2 separate regions of the Mus musculus genome follow, and region 1 is linked to region 2. Evidence: chromatin contacts called from public Hi-C data. All regions are on one chromosome and are shown on one strand. The core of a region is the stretch at or near the end of the contact, and the rest is flanking DNA. Distances in the headings are between cores, read along the strand shown. Region 1 has its middle 49 kb from the start of Platr6. Region 2 has its middle 88 kb from the start of Aldh8a1.

Evidence for each region. Hi-C and Micro-C count contacts between places; a contact is called where the count stands out from the background.
Region 1: a Hi-C map of bone marrow-derived macrophages shows a contact between it and region 2, with 22 read pairs. The contact joins two enhancer-like sites. A contact is called at or near these places in 4 of 15 datasets of contacts at CTCF or cohesin (the NIH/3T3 cell line, large pre-B cells and pro-B cells), 22 of 484 Hi-C or Micro-C datasets (B cells, the C2C12 cell line, the G1E-ER4 cell line and 14 more), 7 of 115 datasets of contacts at active chromatin or transcription factors (the NIH/3T3 cell line, T-cell acute lymphoblastic leukemia, a colorectal cancer cell line and 4 more) and 1 of 9 other capture datasets (embryonic stem cells).

The regions. Positions count from the first base shown.
Region 1 is chr10:21,807,103-21,811,093 of GRCm38.p6, forward strand. No RefSeq gene overlaps it. Among named protein-coding and RNA genes, the nearest start is that of Platr6, 49 kb to the right of the region's middle. Within about 2 kb of position 2,664, at least 9 of the 459 cell types and tissues checked have an H3K27ac peak or open chromatin away from gene starts, as enhancers often do. A contact at or near this core is called in bone marrow-derived macrophages, where this site is marked.
Region 2 is chr10:21,463,357-21,467,323 of GRCm38.p6, forward strand. No RefSeq gene overlaps it. Among named protein-coding and RNA genes, the nearest start is that of Aldh8a1, 88 kb to the left of the region's middle. Within about 2 kb of position 1,930, at least 41 of the 459 cell types and tissues checked have an H3K27ac peak or open chromatin away from gene starts, as enhancers often do. A contact at or near this core is called in bone marrow-derived macrophages, where this site is marked.

The DNA of each region.
Region 1 (3,991 bases), core at 1,414-3,913, 340 kb after region 2:
AATTGAAGTTGTTTCTAGGTTCAGGAAGCTCTAGGGTAGGAGAGAGAGAGGGAAAGGGAGAGGGGGAGGAGAGAGAGGGAGGGGGAGGGGAGGGGGAGGGGAGGGGGAGGGGGAGGGGAGGGAGAGAGGGAGAGAGGGAGGGGCAGGGGGAGGGGGAGAGGGAGATGAAAGCAGAGATTGATCTTACAAGACTCTAGCAACATGCTCATGGGCTCCTTAACATCTGAAAAAGTATAACTTTGCAACAGTCTGTTCAAATTCCCACACTCATATGGAAATGCCTCCCATTGGAGTTGTAGCCAGTGCTATATACATTTTGGAGGCAGAGGTGAAGGATGTCCTGTCATAAATACACTTCTTTGTTTTTACTGATGTGACTCATGGCCACTACCACCTTGTTTGTCTTGGTTTGGAAACGGCTTCTAGAGGTGTTCTTTTGTTTTGTTTGTTAGTTTTTTTCAGAGACAGGGTTGCTCTGTGTGGGCCTGAGTTTCCTAGAATTCACTCTGTAGGCAAGGCTGGCCTCTGCCTCCTGAGTGCTAAGACTAAAGGTGTGCCCCACCACCGCACAGCCCAGGAGTGTTCCTGCTGCCTACTAGACCAGCTCACGGTGTTGTCTATATCATGACAGTGAACACAGCACTGAATCGTTCTCATAGAACCAGTCACCTAATCAGACCAGCAAAAGCATCAGGAAAGAAGAAGGTGAAAAGGATCATGGGAGAGGATGAGTGAGAAATGGAGAGCTAGGTGTGAGGTGCCAGAGGCAGGCAGAGAATGGTAGGGACAGAAAGCACAGCTGAAGCAGCACATGGAGAAGCTGGGGAAGGACCGGGTTAGCCGGGTTAGCCGGGTTAGCCGGGTTAGCCTGCTCAGGGCCTGTGCCTGAAGAGATAGACTTTTGGGTTTCATGTGCCCATGAATCATGCTACACCATTTAGAAAACTTCCAGAGGTTGACACAGGTAGGGGGAGGAAGGTGAGGGGGTGGGTGGAGGAGCTGCCACCGTGTGTGCTGTTTAACCTAGAAACTTTCTTTATCCCAAGTCCTCGACTTCCCAAGGAAATACCAGGAAAGATGACAGTCAGCGCCTGAGTGTAAACTTGATACCAGCAAGTAAAGAGGACTCTTGGAAGAAAGGAGGAAACAGGAACAGGTCCCGAGGGGGTGGAGAGGAGGGAGAAGAGAGAGTGACAGAGGGTGAGATAATCAAAGGACCAGCTTCTTAGGGCTCCTGCCAAAGCTAGCCTCAGTGAAGCTGATGTAAGGACAGGGCCTAGGGCCTTTTCTAGGATGAGAAACAAAATTCTGTCCCTATATTCATGTTACAAATTCAGTTACTGTTGGTGTTAGCCTTCTGTCTAAACATCCCCCCACAGTTACCTGGCAACAGCCAGATGTGCCTGACCCACTATAAAAGGGGCTGCTTGCCCCCTTCCTCCCCCTTTTACTCTGCTTCCCTCTTGCTTCTCTCTTGCCCTGTTAGGATCTTCCCTTCCCCCTCTCTCCAGGTGTCCATGGTCAGCCTCTCTTCTCTTCTCTTCTCTTCTCTTCTCTTCTCTTCTCTTCTCTTCTCTTCTCTTCTCTTCTCTTCTCTTCTCTTCTCTTCTCTCCCCTCCCCTCCCCTCCCCTTCCCTCCCCTCCCCTCCCCTCTCCCTCCCTTTCCCTCTCTCTCTCCCTTTCCCCTTCCCCCTCCCACCTCCCCCTCCCCTTCCTCCTTTCCTCTCCCTGTCTCTGCCTCTACTACCCTCTTAGCTCCCCTCCCCATGCCCTGAATAAATTCTATTCTATACTATACTGTCGTATGGCTGGTCTCTCAGGGCAAAGGGATGCCTTGGTATGTGCCCACTGAGGCACACCCCAATAGAACATGTCTTATACCTCTTTATCTTTTTATAAACACATCAGTTGGCACAATTCTTCTTTGTTAGCATTGTTGTTCTGCCTCCTGGGTTCAGAAGGAAGGGCAAGGCGACACTGGTATCCTGCACCTCTGTCCCAGGCTGGTCATTCTCTTGAGCAGTGCTTCTCAACCTGTGGGTCTTGACCCTTTGGGTCCCATATCAGATATGTACATCATGACTCATAACAGTAGCCAGGTTATAGTTATGAAGTGTCAATGGAAATGATTCTATGGCTGGGGGTCACCACAGCATGAGGAACTGTGTTAAAGGGTAGAAGCATACGGAAGGCTGAGAGCAGCCATTACAGAGCTTCACACACACAGACTGAGAGAGACCACCCCAACCTCACCCTCTCCTAAAGCGGCATCAGCTTTTGGGGTCAGCGGTTTACTTCATGATCATATGAAATGTGACTCGAGAATAAAACTACTTTCTACCAACAGGCATATGGAGTAGCATGTGAACTTTAGTTTTCCTTAAGGTGACACAGGGAGACCGCTGCAATTTTAGTCTGACCCTACTCCGTCAAAAGAAAACTTAATGTGAAAAAAAAAGAGGTTATTTTAAGATCAAAATTCCTTCTGGTATTTGAATGACTCATCCTGGTGTTTGTGCAATTAATTTAATTTGCCCCAGAGCTGCCTTTATTTGCTTGTTGTCGTGACGTCAGGCTAAATCTCACTTTGTGGTATCAGTCTCGCAGACACACTACCACGTCTCCTTCCTATTTTTGGCTGCTTAGGGTTAAGCAGTGTGGTAATTGTGATGGATCTGCGTCTTTCCCTTGGATGGGAGCTGTAGTCTGACCAAGGCTATTTTCTTCCTCTTCCCACAGACCAGTTCATAAATGGCCAGGCCTGGCCTGTCTGTGCTGATGAGAAACACAGAGCAGACCCCCGGACTTTTGTGATGCCAGATGTCACTTAAGGTTCTGGGGCCAGGTGGTGGTGGTGCATGCTTTAAATCTTAGCACTCAGGAGGCAGAGGCAGGTGGATCTCTGAGTTCAAGGCCAGCCTGGTCTACAGAGTGAGTTTCAGGACATCCTGAGCAACACAGAGAAACTCTGGGGAAACAAGTTAGCTGTGTGCTTTCTTCACACTCTATTACAGAAACAAAACAGAACAAACCAATGAACAAAAACCACTGGACTTTGGTTAAAGTGGGAAAGGCTAAATTTAGCTAAAGACATTTTATGCCAAAAGCTTCCAAGAATGGAACTAGAAATGTACAAGTCTCTGGAGTCATCAGCCAGTTAAAGCAAATGGCCCAGGACACTTCAGGATTCGTTCAGAGCTAGATACAGTTCTCTGAATAGCCGCACTCCATGGAATCTCGGGACTAATTCCACGTGGTTCTACAATGTGCCTCTGTAGGCATCCCTGCTGGAGTGCAGATAAAGAGAGATCACACTAGCTACCTCACTGACACTCACTGAATGTGCCTTACCCCTAGATTGCTCTGTTATTCAGAATGAAATGCAGTGGATCCCCAGGACCCCTCAGTCTTCAACTGTTCCCTTCAAGACTGCAGATGTTGCTGAGACATCCTTACTGGTGCTGGTTCCTTTATCCTTGGCTACATCATAGCTGTTTTATTAAAACCAAGCACCGAGTTGATCAGCGTTCCATGAAAACATTCAGGATATCAGACGAGTGTTCTAGTCTAAATATAAACACCTAGCACGCCCCGTACATTGTCAACAATTCAGAAAAGTTGCTGGGTGAGAGGATATAGGCATATCTCAATGTGTAAACTTGCCTTAGACTAAGATGCTCATACTAACAGGTATGTAGGATGGCCTGAAGACCTGTGTTAGTAACCTTAGGAAAGGCTGTGCAGGACATGGTTTTTAGCATGTTGTGCTTTAATTCTCATGAGTCTGAGAAAAGGGTATGTATTACTTTCAGACTTTTACACATGTCTTAATGGTTCAGGAAGAGTAAGTAAGTGGTCAAAAAAAAAAGTAGAAGTTTTTATCTTAAACTTAAAAGAGCAGACCTTGGCCTGGGACCATGGCTCACTTGGCAAAGCACCTGAGTCTGGATTCTCAGGACCCATGTGAAGACTGCATCGACGTGGCAGCGCA
Region 2 (3,967 bases), core at 680-3,179:
AAATGCTACAGTAATAGCATCAGCCAATGTGCAGGATCATAGGACTTTAGCTTTTAGCTCTGTGAGAAATGTCTGGTTTTCATTTAAAGAAAAATGTCAGCCCAGACACACATTTTGCATTATGTATAGGCAAGTCACGGGACCCAGAGCTTCTTTGTGAGACTTGACATAGCAGGAGTGACAGAGCTGTCCTTTTTGTCAAGACTTTAGTGAGCAAATATTCTAATTGTATGAGCATTGCAGAAAGAGAAAGTGTTGACCGACCACCCTTAGAATTAGTCATGATTGTCTTATTAGACAAATTTACATTAATTCTTCAGTTAGGATCTAAAATAATGAGCTTCATGATGACCTTGCCATATATAACTGCAGCTGTACTGAGCTCCTCTTACAAATACATTTTAACATTGCCTGTTGACTATCTTTACCTCCGACACTAATGGGGCTAACACTTTTATGAAGCCAGCAGAGTCAGAACTTTCCAGAAGCTCATATACAGCTATGCTCCTCTGATGTTTTAAGTGATCTCTTGCTTTCAGCCCACAATGGCTTGCTTCCTTTTATTTTTGGAAATCATCTACTTTGGAAATATTTATATTTCTTATATTTATATTTTAAGAGTAGCATCTATTAAATAGTTATTTCACTTAGAAATCAGACTCATTCTGTTTGGGGATGATATAATTACAATAGACAATGTGGATATGCAAATGTATTTTCAGCAGATAAGTAAGGACAAAACTGAATGACCATAGGGAGTTTCTGGCTTGAAATTAATTTATTCTCCTAAAAATATTTCTTGTTTTACTTAACTGTTCTTTATTAGAACACAATAGACCCAATGTAGACAAAGTCTCACCCCAATCCTGACAAACAACTCATCTTCAGGGGTCCTGTTTTTCTAGCTATTAAATGAAGGGACCATTTTGTGGAGGAAATAGTTCTAAATGGTTAGGGTGAGTAAAGTATTGTGTTTTCTGGAGTCTTGCATGCAGTTGTTTTGCCGTGGTACATAATTTGGTGGAATCTAATTGTATACTGAGGCCAAGTTCTTCTGAATAGCATCTCAGCATCTTCCTACTGTGGTTTTAAATTGCTTTTCTGTCTCATTTCCCTCCTGGCTTCCTCCTGGGCTCTTGCTTCTTTCTCAGTGTTGCTAAAATGTCTTCTCTTGGGGAGATAGAAACAATGTCTACCCTTCCCACAGAGGTCCAAAGGACAAAGGGAGGCATGGATCCACCAAATATTGACTCTGGGGCAATCTGTGAATTTATTAGGCTTACTGACAGAGCAATGGAGTTTGGAGACAGGATCATGTACAGCCTTAAAGCCACCACACTGGAATATCTGTATCCAACATGAATGGTAACTGCCCCTTTGGCTATAGGTGGGACCCCTCCCCAGTCCTTTCCAGTCTATAAACGCCAAGCTCTTCTTTGATGTCATGTGCAATTAGGGCAGACTAGCATACGCCTAATTGGAAGGAGTTGCTGGATACCCAGGTGATGGTCCTGTGACCCTCCCTGACCATCCTTCTATGAGGGACGGGGAAGAGTCAACAAGCCCAGCTGTGGAGATCCTTTGTAAGTTTATACAGGTGAACTTCATGAAGATGGTGGCAGATTGGCTCTGTGGATGCTCTCAGTGAACTCTTGACTCTGGGCTTCCTCCTCCCCATCACCCTGAGATGCTGCACATACTTAAAAAAAGAAAAATAACATCAACAACATATTTTGTTTTGTTTTCCTATCTCCAAAGTTAGGGTCCTGATGTGGGAACAGGTCTGGCCTCTCAAACACAGTGAAAGCAGCAAACACCTGAGAACAAGAAAGATGAGCTAACAAATAAACTTGACCAAGACACAGCTACATGCTTGTTTGCAGCACCGCCCCGGGCAATGTCCGGAATTGAAGCAAGATGCACACAGAGATCGATAGCAAAATGGACACGGCCCTTGAAGCAGATAGTTGCCGAGTCGACCCTGGAAAGTAGCATAAGAGGCTGGGAAACGTGTTAGGCAACGCGTTTTGGATGGCAACCCACTTGAGCTTTGGAGAGCCCGCGAAGATAAAACATTCTGAAATATTAGTTGTCTTGGGAAATTGGGGTACAGAAAAGAGAGCGCTTTTGTATCACAAGATGGCTTGGAAACGGATAGATCGCCACTAGGTGACGCTGTTTCTTCATCTGTGAATCTTTCTTGTCGCATCTCCAACCCCACTCCCGACAGCCTGCAGCTTGGGTCAGTGCTGTCTAAGGTCGCTGCTTGGGATCCATCTTTGCCCTGCCGTGGCTGGAGCAAGGCCAGAATGAAAGACACCTTAGTTTCCCTTGGATTCCTCCGTTGTAAAACACGGGGTCCTGCAATTGGTGATTCTGAAACACTTCTCCATTTACTTTTCTTATATGCATCTATAACTTTAAAATGCTAAGGCTGGGCACGTTCTGCCTTTTTATATAAGCAAACAAGCAGACACTTGCACACAAGTGCCACTCCTCAACCAAATCTCAGTTAGATAATTAGACTGAAAACACACTGGGCAAGGATCGGATGAACACTGGCACACCTGTATGCACTGGCATGTTCTTGAGCTTCCTACACAGTTCCCATGTAAGACCTCAGTTATGTGCTCAGCGAGGGTAGAGCTATGGAGAGTCTTAGAGGTTTCACAGACCGTTCACCAGAGGGAAAAGCTGTTCTGCAACCATACCTCTTTAGTTCTAGAACTTTCTTCTTGGCTCTGGGTCAGCTGGACCCTGGGCTTCCTTGTGTGAGTTATGGAATTTCACACAGGAGTTCTGCTTGCTTAAACCTCTTGTGATCACTGATGGACACGGACACCTAGCTCCGGTGTGAGCTGTTTCCTGCCTTCATCTCTAGCAGAGATCCAAGAAGGGTGGCTTGCTCCAGATGTTTTCCATCCTGTGGTTGTTATGCCAAGGCAAGAATACAGCAGTGGGGCCAATCATGTTGCTGCGTACATTTCTGGGCCAGCGTTCCTTGTCTCTTCTTGATGCTAGTCATTAATGGAGCCTGGATCTGTTCAGTGCAGACAGGCTGTTTTCCCTTGGCCAGCTGGAAGGTTGATTGTCTGCTCTGTCTTACAGGATTTGTAAGAACCAGATGCCCCTTGTAAACAAGATTGCCCACCCGTAGCCTACCATGAAAATGCCACCTCAATAGGAGGAGAGACTTGGAGAAATCTAAAGAAATTTGGCAACATGAATCTGGGATGGGGTAGAGAAAATTTGAAAGCACAGATATTTAAGTCTACTACTTTGCAATCCTGGTTCGTGGTTTTTTTTTTTTTTTCCATTTAAGTGATGTTGGATTTCAACTTTGTCTTTTCTTCATCTAATGTAATGGTAAAAGTTTTATTTTTAATAAATATTAAAGTTCCCATTCTTTAAGAAGATAAAAATAGCAATAATCTCCAAATGCACCAGCCCCCCACTCCTCTCCCCTCTGCCCCCTGCCTCTCTCCCCTCTGCCCCCACCCCTTTCCCCTCTGCCCCCACCCCTCTCCCCTCTGCCCCCACCCCTCTCCCCTCTGCCCCCCCCCCGCCTCTCTCCCTTCTGCCCCCACCCCTCTCCCCTCTGCCCCTATCCCTCTCCCCTCTGCCCCCACCCCTGTCCCCTTTGCCCCCTGCCTCTCTCCCCTTTGCCCCCACCCCTCTCCCCTCTGCCCCCTGCCTCTCTCCCCTCTGCCCCCATCCCTCTCCCCTCTGCCCCTCTCCTCTCTGTCCCCTGCCTCTCTCCCCTCTGCCCCCATCCCTCTCCCCTCTGCCCCTCTCCTCTCTGCCCCCTGCCTCTCTCCCCTCTGCCCCCACCCCTCTCCCTCTGCCCCCACCCCTCTCTCCTCTGCCCCTCTCCTCTCTCCCCTCTGCCCCCACCCCTCTCCCTCTGCCCCCACCCCTCTCTCCTCTGCCCCTCTCCTCTCTGCCCCTTGCCCCTCTCCCCTCTGCC